Regions from separate parts of the Sus scrofa genome. Here region 1 is linked to region 2. A link is a contact called in public Hi-C data. All regions are on one chromosome and are shown on one strand. The core of a region is the stretch at or near the end of the contact, and the rest is flanking DNA. Distances in the headings are between cores, read along the strand shown. Region 1 overlaps VTI1A (vesicle transport through interaction with t-SNAREs homolog 1A). Region 2 has its middle 11 kb from the start of ACSL5.

Region 1 (7,245 bases), core at 912-3,411, 94 kb before region 2:
TGAGGTTGCGGGTTCGATCCCTGCCCTTGCTCAGTGGGTTAACGATCCGGCGTTGCTGTGAGCTGTGGTGTAGGTTGCTGACGCGGCTCGGATCCCGCGTTGCTGTGGCTCTGGCGTAGGCCGGTGGCTACAGCTCCGATTGTAGCCTGGGAACCTCCATATGCCGCGGGAGCGGCCCAAGAAATAGCAACAACAACAACAACGACAACAAACAAGACAAAAAAAAAAAAAAAACTGAAATTCTGTACCCATTTAGCAGTAGCTCCCTCCAGCCCTTGACAACCACCAACCCACTTTCTATAAATGTAACTACTTTAGGTACATTATACAAACAGAAACATGGCATGTGTCTTTTGTGATTGGCTTATTTCATTTAGCATAGTGTTCTCAAAGTTCATCCATGTCATAGCATGTGTCAGAATTCCCTCGTTTTTAAGGCTATATAATATTCCACCATACACACACACCGCATTTTATCTGATCATCTGTTGATGGACACTTGGGTTGTTTCCATCTTTTAGTAGAGCAAATAATGCTGCCACAATCATGGGTATATAAATCTCTCTTCAAGATCGAGGCTTTCAATTCTCTTGGGTATATATCCAGAAGCGGAATTGCTCACCTGTATCTTTTCTTCCTTTTTTTTTTAATTCAGTGAATTTTAATATGTTTATAGGTACAACCATCCCACCCTAAAATCCCACCCCCCCAACCTGTCTCCTTGGGTAACCATAAGTTTTTCAAAGTCCGTGAGTCAGTTTCTGTTCTGTAAATTTTTTTATATTCCACATATAAGTGATAGCATATAATGTTTGTGTCTCACTGTCTGATTAACGTCACTTAGCATGATAATTTCTAAGTCCATCCATGTTGCTACAGTGCCATTATTTCATTCCTTTTAATGGCTGAGTATTATGACCTGTATCTTTCCTACTCCTATTACTTTCTAATTATTAACGATGTTAACATCATAGTTTTACATTTATATTCTGAAATTTGTATGAAGTGGGTGGAGTTGAGAGTCAGATATAGAGGAAGAGAAAGCTAAGTGGCTTCAGGAGACAACTGATACAAAGGGATCCCTTATATGAGTTATTGAGTTCCTTTTGTCTTTTGGCAGGGAGGAGTGTAATTTTATCTTTTTAAGACTCTAAAAATAAAGGCTGTGGAGCTTATCCCAGAAAAAAAATACCAATAGAAACATACACCCAAAAATACTGATATAGGGGAGTTCCCATCGTCGCTCAGTAGTTAACGAACCCAACTAGCATCCATGAGGATGCAGGTTCAATCCCTGGCCTCGCTCAGCGGGTTAAGGATCCAGCATTGCCGTGAGCTGTGGTGTAGGCCGCAGGCACAGCTCCGACCCCAAGTTGCTGTGGCTCTGGCATAGACTGGCGGCTACAGCTCTGATTCAACCCCTAGCCTGGGAACCTCCATATGCCACAGGTGTGGCCCTAAAAAGGCAAAAAAAAAAAAAAAAAAAAAAAAAAAAAAAATATATATATATATATATATATATATATATATAATTTCAGGATATTCACAAGCCTTTGAAGTCCATCCATAAACACTGTATCTTAAAGGCTGCAAACTCTGAAAGGCCCAAAATTGGATTTTAAAATTCTAATAAATGCTGAATACCAATAAAGACTGTCCAGACTAAAAAAAATCCACGAGATTTGAATCTTTTTTGTAAGTCATGAATTCAACATACCCTCAAGTCCACTATTAGCAGCTCTATAAGCATTTTTAGATCCCAAGTCATTGTTAGCTGTTGTTTGTCTTGGGCACAAGCCCCTAAACACAGTGCACTTACTGCTGACTGACTGAGGCTTGGGGTGGGGGTGGGGGGCAAATTTTAAAAAAATAGGTGAAACTTGGTGTAAAGACTGGTAGGTAGAACAAAGGATGGAATCTGACTCACAAAATCTGTCTCAAGTTTTCCCATTTCTTGCTTGTAGCTTCTCATTCTGTTGCTGTACATTCCTCGACTTTGGGGTGGAATCTCTCGGACTTCCAGGTCCATCTGTTCCAACTGGAAGGATGAGAGAAAAACATGATTTGTTTTAAACCGTATGCTTACTCTCCATGTGACCAGACATTCAGCACCGAGAGGACTGAATTCCAATTCCATTTTCGCATTTCACAACTTGAGGAATCAGGCCCAGGGAGCCAGCTGCCTGTGGTCAGATGAGCGCTAGGGCTACTTCTGTGCTCAATTTTTAAGGTCAACGAACAGGTACTGAGGGCTTGCCAAGTGACACATAGAGTGCCAAAGTGCTTACTTGGTCAAGAATTTTTTTTAAAGACAAAGGCATCAGTCCAAATGTCCTCAATAATAATGATTTTACAATCCATGGAGTATCCTATCATTCAACCCAACCTGGTCTGGTCTTCTGACCCCCGAACCATCAGAACTATGAGAAGATAAACCACATCGTTATTTCTACTATTAGTCTCCCAGCCCAGCCTAAGTCGTCTGGTGAAAGTTCTCCTGGAAAGTCTCTTCTGATTGGTAAAATCCCATGCCAATCAATCTGTGATCTTGGCCTTAGGCTTATACTTTATAAACATGTTGCTAGGGCATTAAATGGATACAGTAGCATGTTAAATTACACAAGCTCACTGAAATCCCAGCGAGGCACTTTCTAACACTGTCATGACATAACACTTTGGAAACAACACACGAGCAACACATGAGCAAAACCCGGAGGCCATACAGAAGGAGTATGATGGTGAAGAACGAGGCTTTCAAGTCAGATGCCTGGGTTCAGAGCGTAGGCTCCTCTGCTTACTAGTAACTCAATTTATTTTATTTTACTTTATAATGATTTTTATTGTTTCCAGACAATTATGAACAGGTTTCTTAACTTTTCCCATTTCTAAAAATAGTATGTCTTTTGTAGGGCAGCTGTAAAGAGTAAACAGGGTAATTCCCATAATGGGCTTAGAACAGTGCCTCTTACTTGGTAATCACTAGATTAATGCTAACAACAGTAGTCATGATTACTGATGATCAAGAAGAAATACAGCAAGTACGACCCAAGATATCACAGGTTGTTTAAGAAATAAAAACCAACAACTACAGATTGGCTCAGGCCATGTCTAATAAACCCACATCCAAAACTGTTGCCCTATATTTTGCTTTTTCAAGCATTCTCAAATTATTGCCATGAACACTATGCTTAGCACTAATAAAACTTATTTATCTAATGTTAGGGTCTGAGTAACAATAGTAGAACTCAGATAAACCAGAAAACTATGGTTCAATTCACAAACTTTAATTTTTATAATGAAAAAAAGTGACAGTTTTAACTAGCCTTGATGTAAAGCAGTAACCATTTAAATTACTGATGTGTCTCTGGAGTTCCCGTTGTGGCTCAGTGGTTAATGAATCCGACTAGGAGCCATGAGGTTGCGGGTTCGATCCCTGGCCTTGCTCAGTGGGTTAACGATCCGGTGTTGCTGTGAGCTGTGGTGTAGGTTGCAGACGTGGCTCGGATCCCACATTGCTGTGGCTCTGGTGTAGGCTGGCGGCTACAGCTCCGATTAGATCCCCAAACTAACATGTCTCAACATAAACATGATACCCCAATAAATTTGTGATTCAGCAAGGCAATTGTTTAAAGCACTTCTCCAAAATTATCATTTAGTACTTAGTTCTAATAAGGTTGAGTAGAATCATGCAGACAAATAACTGCAAAGTACATGTAAGTGAAAATCTGAGTGTTAACTACATTTCTGTTTCAGGCATTTTACAAGGACACTTAAAACTAATCAAAAGCAGGTAAGAAGAAAAAGAAGAAACAGACAACAAACACTTTAAATGAAACCAGAAATAAGGCTAGGATGTTTTGGTTCCATATTGTCACAACATTCACATGGCCAACGTCAAGTGGAAGACGGGCAGTGTCTAAGGGATTAATACAAATTGTTCAGCAGAAATATAACTAATCCTAGTAAGTAAAATCATAATGAAGTTTTTTCTCCCAGGGTCCACATCAAAAGGACAGTACCTAATGTAATGATCAGTGTCCTTAACGAGGATGTCATCAAAATTAAGTAAATCAGCTGCCTCGTCATTTTAAACAAAACGAAACACACATCTAAGACAAAACTCCTCACGTTAGTAACAACTGGAGGTGACTACAAGCGCCATGAGGATATAACTAGGTTTTATACTTCTTGGTACAGTAACACCTTGGTTATCCAGAAACCAGCTTCCTAACATCATAAAGTAAATCAATGTCCCCAAAAGAAGGCAACCAATGAGCCAAAACACAGATTTTGCTGGGAAAACAACAACAACAACAACAACAACAACAACAACAAACCCCAAAAACCCTGCAATTGAAAACTCAGCAGTATAAGAAGATATTCAAGGTCCAAAAAATTGATGGGGTATATTTATGGTAAGCCTGCCAACCAGAAGGAAGAGATGCCCTGAGTGGCAGCTATGGTGTATAAAAGACCAGTCTTTTCACTTGAAGGCCAGGAAGCATGAGAGAAACAGTTGATTATCAAAAGGAAAGAAAGGAAAGAGAAAACTATTGGAAGCAGGGGGGAGAACTTTCAAAAGGGAGGTAAACACGAGAAGTTGGGGAGTTAGGAGCGAAGCTGCCTCTGTGTAGACAGTGCCGTGGGAAGGAGACCTTACAGGGTGAGGGGAGCATCAGCGTTCTGACAGCTAGAGAAGAACCAGAGACAGGAAGAGTAGCAGCTCAGCACCTTGCTGCCTGAGCACGCGAAGACACAAAGGAAATGTGTGCAGTATAAGAAGAGCAACACCCAGCTATTTCTTCAGACCCACCCTGGGAGCAGCAGCCCCCCGGGTAAGGTCCTGTTAACAAATGTTACTCAGGCAAACAAGCTGGGGACATGCTGCCCCTCATAGTGCACCTCTTATCCTACTTAAGGGTCTAAGAAAGATTTATAGAAAAACAGTAACAGAAAAGACCTGGCCTCCAATTCTGCTTAAGCTATAGTTTCCCAAACTAATCTGAATAGGCAGTACCAGTCAAGAGAAACCACTTTGGGAAACTGCTCTAAGTATATCAGTTAGTTCGAAGGGAACACCAAGTAGTAGTACCTGTCAGTATTTAGAAAAGCAGCACACTCATTTAGGACCACAAGGCAGTAACAAAGTGAATCATACTTGCAATACCTGGCTTTAAAGCCAAAACCTAGGGAGTTCCCATTGCTGTGAGCTGTGGTGTAGGTCGCAGACATGGCTCAGATCTGGCATTGCTGTGATGAGACCCCTAGCCTGGAAACCTCCATGTGCCGCAGGTGCAGCTCAAAAAAAAAAAAAAAAGCCAAAAAATAAAACCAAAAAACGAGGACACAATACTTTTTGATATTTTTTGCTCCTTGACTTGTAAATTTATTTGTAGCAAAAATTACTGGATGAGCTAGAGCTCTAGGCTTAGCATACCTAAGTACAAATCCTTATTTCACCACTTACTGACAAGTTACTTAACCTTTCTAAGCCTCAGTTTCGCCATCCACAAAATGCAGGTAATGATGGTATTGAGTATCACTCCTCTGTGCGCCTCTCAGGCCTCTACTTGTCCTGCTGGGCATGTCAAGAATGCAGAGCCCTGACCACTCTTTTCCCAGGCAGGGAGCCATTGTGGGTAGGAAATAAATGCCTCTTGGGGACAAAGAAAAGGCTTGCTACAGGCTGCTAGAAAGCAGTATATTTGCCTGGCTCCACATTACTGTCCTCTGAGATAATGGGCTGTAAGTGTTGGCATTCTCCTAGGCAAACCTGTGTCAGCCCCATGGGAACTGGGGCTCTGAGAACTGGCACAAGCCTGCAGAAACTTGGGCAGCTGCTTTTGCTGTAATAAAAGCCTTTTGTCTCTGACCTAGGAATCTCTCATCTTCCATCAGCATCCATGAAACTGTGGCAAGCTCACCTGTGAGTGAGCAAATAAGGCAAATCTCCATTTTCAACAGTTTTTGACAATAGTACCTGTCTCACTTGGTTTTTAATTTTGTGAAAATCAGATACTATAAAGCAAGTAATATGCTTAACCCACTGTCTGATACCAGTATGCCTTTAACAAGTGTTAGCTACTTATCGCTATCACAAAAAGTATTATGAAGGAGTAAAATTGAAGGTGGACATTTAATGAATCACTTTTATTAAGAAAAATAAAATCCTGAGCTCCCGTCGTGGTGCAGCAGAAATGAATCCAACTAGGAACCATGAGGTTTTGGGTTTAATCCCTGGCCTTGCTTAGTGGGTTAAGGATCCAGCGTTGCCATGAGCTGTGGCTTAGGTCACAGACACGGCTCAGATCCTGTGTTGCTGTGACTGTGATGTAGGCTGGCAGCTGAAGCTCCGATTAGACCCCTAGTCTAGGAACCTCCATATGCCACAGGTGCGGCCCTAAAAAGACAAAAGGGAAAAAAAATAAAGAGAGAGAAGAAGAAAATTCCAAGAAGCTACTAATTATCTTCAATTTAAAAAGTGATGAGCATTTTTTCATATGCTTGTTGGCCATCTGTGTATCTTCTTTGGAGAAATGTTTACTCAGGTCTGTTGCCCATTTTACACTTGGGTTATTGGGTCTTTCTGCTCTTGAGTTGTATAAGTTGTTTGTGTATTTTAGAGATTAAGCCCTTGTCAGTTGCATCATTTGAAACTATTTTCTCCCATTCCATAGGTTGTAAATAAAAATCATTTAAAATAAATAGTGATGAATTCTGAATCATGAACTGCTAATCAATAATGTTTCCCATTTCTACAGTGTATAAAAGAGGCTTAGAGGAAGGCATCAGATTTAATAGCTCTGGTTGTGTTTTAAGATATATGACCAAGTTTGCACGTACCAGTTCTTTTGCTTCTTCAAGCTGTTTCTCCACATTCGCAACCATCTGCTTCTTCTCATCTGAAACAAACAATCATACCGAGGAATTGCTAAGGATATAAATAAATGTAATATTAATTATATAGCTTTTTTTTTCTTTCTGGTTAATCAGAGTAGAGAACTGCCATATCAGGCAAACGGCCACATCATTCTTTGGTGAGTTAGGAACTGATTCTAGGCTATTTGGAAGTACAGAATCCTATGGAGCACTGAATTATTAAGACTGCCATAACATTTTTTAAGAGAAATCAAAAATTGTTTTTAGAAGAGTCTGTATCAACAATAGCAGACTTGGTGGTGGCATGATGAATCTGCAAAGTCATGACTTTAACAAATTGGGAATAGTTGATTTATGAATACAATT
Region 2 (6,508 bases), core at 1,562-4,061:
CTGTGATGTGAAAAGGGGCGAAGGTAACTCTGAACAAGGTGCCATAACCAGTCAATCCAATTACTGGCATTCCATACCCACCCTCTCCGTGGTTATCTGATGTTTTGAAGGGCTAATGGCACTCAAAGTACACTTCACAGAGGAGCAATCTCAGGCTCTCAGATCTGCTCCTTTCCGAAGGCTGTCAAGATGATATAATTATGAATATTATTAAGCACCTCCCATGCAGCTGCACCGCACTGAGCTATCTGATCTCATTTAATCTCACGGCAGCTCTATGAAGAGGTTCTTGTTATTTTGCAGAAGTTCTTATTTTGCAGCAAAGTCTAAGGGAGGTCGAGTTAACTTGCTCAAGGCACATGGCTCAACAGTTGACAGAGTTTTAAAGGCAGATTTTGAACTCAGGTAGTCTTGAGTCTGGAGCCCAAGTACCTATCTGCGATTAAGGATTGAACCCCTTGCAATCTCATGCAATTGTATATGCATTTCTCTTGGGAACTTTGGTGTCTCAAAGACAATTAAGAACCATCACCCTGGAGGAAGGAGAACCCAAGGCCAGCCATGTGAACCTGGGCTTCCCCTCTGGCTGGACATCCTTCCTGCCTCTGAGCACCTTCTCCACACAGAGCCTGGCTTCATGCCACCCCCGCTAAAGGCAGGGTGAGGGTGGGGCTGGGAGTGGGGGGCAATGCACCGCATCTTTCAGCTGTGCAGTCCCTGGCTCTTTATGCTTTGTGGTCTGCTGTGCTGGCAGTGGCCACAGTGCTATTCTGGGCCAAACCGTCAGCCACACAGAAGCTGACCCCATAGCTCGGTGTCTGGAGCAGCTTGTTTTACTCAACTGGGGTCACTGAAAGTAATAGCTGGGGCACTTGAGCTCTTAAGGCCACTTGCTCATTCTTTGTGGGAAAGAAGTGTTACTTAAGCTTGAGCACTTGGTTGCCAAGAATGGTGTTTGCACAATTACAATAAAAAGCTTCCCTTGACCCCAGGTCTGCCTCCCCTCTCCCAAACAACAGAGACAGAGCGGACTGCCTTGCAGACTTGGGTCTGAACTTCTGGACTGGCAAGCCATGGCACCCTGGTGGGCCAAGGGACACTGATGCCTCAGCCCTCATGGTGCAGGGTGTCTTTACAGCCAGCCCCACCTAGGGGATTCAGTGTGTTATATAAACGCTACTATTCTCAGGGTCATGATATCCACAGGTTGGGACACAGTGACAAGGGCAACTTGCTCCTTAATCAGCAAGAGATTCCTTCCTGATATCATTTAAAAATGAGATGGAGGAGTTCCTGTTGTGGCTCAGCAGGTTAAAAACCCGACTAGTATCCATGAGGATTCAAATTCAACCCCTGGCCTTGCTCAGTGGGTTAAGGATCCGGAGTTGCCATGAGCTGTGGTGTAGGTTGCCTAAGCAGCTAGGATCCAGCATGGCTGTGGCCGTGGTGTAGGCGGGCAGCTGCAACTCTCATTCAACCCTTAGCCTGGAAACTTCCATATGCTGCAGGGGCAGCCTTAAAAAGAAGAAAAAAATATCTGATGGAGAGTGTAAAGGGCTCTGAGAGTGTCAGCTCCAAATTTCCAGAACCTTCAATAACCCCATAGGAACCATCACAGCTTCGCAGCTAATTAGAAATGTAGCTCAGAACGAAGATTTAGACATGCCATATCCAGTACTGAAACCAGGGGCTACATGTGGCCCGCCGAGCACTTGACATGAACAAAGTCTCTGTTACCACGTACTGAAGTACAAAACACCAAATTTTGGAGACTTAGTAAGAATTACAAAATCTCAGTGTGTAACATACTGATTCCATGTTGAAATAATGTTTCAGATAAAACTAGGTAAGTAATCCTACCTGTTTCTTTTAATCTTTTAAATCTGGCCACTGAGAATTTTAAAATTACATAAGTAGCTCACACTCTGTTTTTCTTGGACAGCACTGACGTAGACCAAAGGTCTCCTGCCTTCATGCCTGTAGAATAAAACGGCAAGTTGTCAGCAGTGCAGTAAACATGTTATACCTGCTCTGGGTGGATTTGAGGACAGTGGTGTCTTTGACCTGTTCCTTAGAAAGCGGCGTCCTTATCCTCTGGAGAGGCCATGATCTTCTTGAATGAAGCAGTAGTTTCTTATTATAAAACTGCTACTATGCACTGACTCTCATCTCATGCAAGGCACCATGCTATGTGGTCAACATCTCCGACTTCATCTAATCCTCTCCTGAGCTCATCAGGGTAATTAAAAACAAGGAAATCTCGGGAGTTCCCATGGTGGCTCTGCAGCTTAAGAACCCAACTAGTATCCATGAGGATGTGGGTTGGATTCCTGGCCTTGCTCAGTGGGTTAAGGATTTGGTGTTGCCTGGCGTTGCTTCAAGCTGCTTAGATCTGCTATTGCTGTGGCTGTGGCTGTAGCTATGGCGTAGGTCTGCAGCTGCAGCTCTGGTTCGAACCCTTAGCCTGGGAACTTCCATATACTGCAGGGATGGCAAAAGAAAAGAAAGAGAAAGAAGGAAATCCAGCTTCAGATAATACAAAACTTTCCCCAGTCGGCGTAAGTCTCATTTCATGCCTGTGCTCCCAATCATTCTGCTATACTGCCTCTTACAGGAAGAGTGGGAGAAATAGGACGGGAGCATGAGTATTTGGGGTGGGGGGGGTGCATGGCCTGCTTACACCCTCCCCCTTGCCAAGCCTTTAAGGACAGCTGTCCTCTGATTTGCAGCCTTGCTTCCCTGGACCCACAGAACGGAGCCCCTGGCTAGGGAGCTATTTGGGAGCTTGTGACAGAGCCAAGCGGAAACGCCAGGAAGTGGGAGGGGTTCTGGTCTCTCCAGACCAGAAGCAGAAGAGGGTGGGGGAGCCAGAGGGACATCCTGCCTCGCTTTAGATGGCAAAGCACCAGAGAGACGCCGCCCAGACAATAGGCCTTGTGCTACCCAGCCCCCAGCCCCCCACCACAGTCTCAGATGGAGAAGCCTATCAATCTCAAGGGTCAAAAGCATATAATCAGGAGTTCCCGTTGTGACGCAGTTGAAATGAATCTGACTAGCATCCATGAGGACACAGGTTCGATCCCTGGCCTTGCTCAGTGGATTAAGGATCCAGTGTTGCCATGAGCTGTGGTGTAGATCACAGATATGGCTTGGATCCTGCGTCAGATTCGACCCCTTGTCTGGGAATCTCCATATGCCGCGCGTGTGGCCCTAAAAAGACCGGGGGGGGGGGGAGTGTATATTCACCAGAGAAAGATGCATTAAGGCCAGGGCACATTTGCTCAGTGTTTGGGACACTGTGACAACAAAGGTGTTCTCAGAATACATGTTAATCATTCAGTATCTGATATGAGCAGGCAGCTGCCCCTCCTCCCTACCAGTTTCTGGAAGTTTTTGCTCTTCAAGCTAAGGTTAATCGGGGGGTTGGGGCAGTCATCTGGGAGGCAGGATCAAAGACCACAGAAGAAATCTTCAGATCAGAAATCTGACATTTAGGCCGACCAACCTGCCACACTTCAGGTTAGTTCTGTAGCCAGAAGAAAACTTGAAAGTATGGATTAGAATCTCCAGGTTGTCAAAAGCAAATGTTCAGGCAACAAAAACTCTTTCCTGGCAAACAAAATAAAACACAAAAAATAATAACAATGAGAACAGGGAGTTCTCGTTGTGGCACGCAGCAGAAACGAATCTGACTAGGAACCATGAGGTTGTGGGTTCGATCCCTGGCCTTGCTCAGTGGGTTAAGGATCCGGTGTTGCTGTGAGCTGTGGTGTAGGTCACAGATGAGGCTCGGATCCCGCGTTGCTGTGGCTGTGGCATAGGCCAGCAGCTACAGCTCCAGTTAGACCCCTAGCCTGGGAACATCCATATGCCATATGCTGCGGGTGCAAACCCTAAAAAGACAAAAAGACAAAAAACAAACAAACAAAAAAAAACAAAAACAAAACACACATGAGAAAGAGCAACACATTCAGGCCAGAGGAAGAGTCTATCTCAGCAGCACAGGAGGAATGTCAAGAGTTTGAAGTACACGAGTTCCCATTGTGGCAGTGGTTAACGAATCCGACTACGAACCATGAGGCTGCAGGTTCGATCCCTGGCCTTGCTCGGTGGGTTAGGGATCTGGCATTGCTGTGAGCTGTGGTGTGGGTTGCAGACTTGGCTCAGATCCCGAGTTGCTGTGGCTGTGGTGTAGACCGGCAGCTACAGCTGATTAGACCCCTAGCCTGGGAACCTCCATACGCCATGGGAATGGCCCCAGAAAAGGCAAAAAGCCAAAAAACAAACAAACAAACAAACAAACAAAAAACCAGTTTGAAGTACAGGAAGTTCCTATTATGGACCAGTGGTAACGAACTGACTAGTATCCATGAGGATGCAGGTTCGGTCTCTGGCCCCACTCAGTGGGTTAAGGATCCGGCGTTGCCGTGAGCTGTGGTATAGGTTGCAGACTAGGCTCAGATCTGGCATTGCTGTGGCTGTGGTGTAGGCTGGCAGCTGTAGCTCCAATTAGACCCCTAGCCTGGGAACCTCCATATGCTGAGCCCTAAAAAGCTTAGAAAAAAAAAAAAAAGTTTGAAGTACATATGAGACAGGCAGTATCCCCGGGAGGGAGGGAGGATTCCCTCCTTCACCTAAACCTTCTCAGAAACAGGCAGTGTGTCCTTATCAACGCCAAGTCCAGTGTGCCATCCGCAGCCTTCTGGGAGTGCTATGTGTATAGTTACATAAAGGAGTGGCTATTGGATCCAAGGAACTAGTTTTGTTGCAGATCTAAGAAACACAGTCTCCTCCCTTTATACAAGTTCAATTTTTATTCCACTATCCTATTGAAACTGACAGCACTAACGGCCTGAACCTAGCCAGAACACAGATTGGGACTTGAACCCAGCCTAAACCCAGATTGGAACTTGAACCTAAGGTTTTATCTTTTTTTTTTTTTTTTTTTTTTTTTTGTCTTTTTAGGGCTGCACCCATGGCATATGGAGGTTCCCAGGCTACAGGTCTAACTGGAGCTGTGGCGGCCTGCCTACACCACAGCCACAGCAATGCCAGAGCTAAGCCGAGCCGAGTCTGTGATCTACACCACAGCTCACAGCAACGCCGGATCCTTAACCCACTGAGCGAGGCCAGGGATCGAACCTGCAACCACTGAGCCACGACAAGAAGTCAAAACCAAAGTTTTATTGTCTCCTTTTTTTTTTTTGCCTTTTCTAGGGCCACTCCCGTGACACATGGAGGTTCCCAGGCTAGGGGTCTAATTGGAGCTGTAGCTGCCAAGCCTATGCCAGAGCCACAGCAGCACAGGGTCCGAGCCGTGTCTGTAACCTCCACCACAGCTCATGACAATGCCGGATCCTTAACTCCATTGATCAAGGCCAGGGATCAAACCCACAACCTTATGGTTCTTAGTTGGATTCGTTAACCACTGAGCCACGACGGGAACTCCCCAATGTTCTAAATTAGAATCACTCACCCTGTGTCTGGACTCACTGAGGCTCAGTTTCTTCACATCTCTGTACAGAGGGAATTCAGCGAGAGACAAAGTGATCGGCAAGAAAAAGGTTTATTAGGATAGGATGCTTGTGGAAGATCTGACCCAGGATCCGGTGGGCTACGGTTTTATCCTCCAAGGGGAGTGGGGGTTGGAAAAGCCCGCCTCTTCCTTTCTGGGAGTAGCAGTAGTATTCAAATCAGCGGAAGGGTGGTCCTCAAACTCCTGCCCTTGGTCTGAACCTGAAGGCAGGCCTAATCCCATCCCCGACCCAGGACCTAAGGCAATTCTCACACTTCCTCTAGGCAAGCAAGCCTGCCTTGTTCTGATGGCGTTTTTGAGCAATTTATTTACTTACAGTGATCTCCCAATGTCCCCTAAATTTCCCTCATTTTCTGTGGTCCTTTTTTTGGGACTTCTAAAACTACCTGTGCCTACTCCATCCCTATCACTATGACCCTTTAAACATTTACTTACTAGGAGATTCTTTTTTTCGTGACTGCATCACAACTGTTTGCAAGCACTGAGAACACAAGGAGGGAAATTTGAAGTTCACATCCCAGTAGGTAACAGCCACCTTTGACTTGCTCTTACTCCTGGCATGGTTGGTACAGGGTGGGAATCCTTCAGGAATCCTCCCTTTAGGAATTTGGGAACAAGACCTGGAAAGAAACAGCTGCCAACACGAGCATGGAGTACTTGGTTAGGTATAAATCCACCAGAGCCCTAGGATTTTAGGGCAAGAAGCTGGTAAGATCAGAAGTCTCTCCTGCCATTTCCCCACTCCATAGATAAGAAAACTCAGATCCAGTCTTTTTCTAGAAGTTCTGGGAAGTTGATACTTACTCATTCCCAGAACATACCAGGAGATGTGGGAGTGTGTGAGGGCAGGGGTGATGGCTCTCTCTCCCTTTGTCTTTCCCTCAAGGGAAATTCCAAACTCATCTCATTGTTTTCCAGGTTAGCCAAACACCTCTTGCTGCTTCTTGCCTTCAGGTCAAGTTCCCACCCACA

What was found. A called contact is a pair of places that touch in the nucleus more often than the background predicts.
Region 1: a Hi-C map of liver shows a contact between it and region 2, with 3 times the contacts expected there. The contact joins two enhancer-like sites. A contact is called at or near these places in 16 of 47 Hi-C or Micro-C datasets (blood, embryonic fibroblasts, heart right ventricle and 7 more) and 1 of 2 datasets of contacts at active chromatin or transcription factors (alveolar macrophages).

Annotation. Positions count from the first base shown.
Region 1 is chr14:122,858,652-122,865,896 of Sscrofa11.1, reverse strand. VTI1A (vesicle transport through interaction with t-SNAREs homolog 1A) reads right to left here. Exons shown (of 10, transcript XM_013983738.2): 3 at 6,844-6,902; 4 at 1,928-2,038. Among named protein-coding and RNA genes, the nearest start is that of VTI1A, 14 kb to the right of the region's middle. Within about 2 kb of position 2,161, at least 1 of the 83 cell types and tissues checked has an H3K27ac peak or open chromatin away from gene starts, as enhancers often do. A contact at or near this core is called in liver, where this site is marked.
Region 2 is chr14:122,766,099-122,772,606 of Sscrofa11.1, reverse strand. It overlaps the pseudogene LOC100626929. Among named protein-coding and RNA genes, the nearest start is that of ACSL5, 11 kb to the left of the region's middle. Within about 2 kb of position 2,811, at least 11 of the 83 cell types and tissues checked have an H3K27ac peak or open chromatin away from gene starts, as enhancers often do. A contact at or near this core is called in liver, where this site is marked.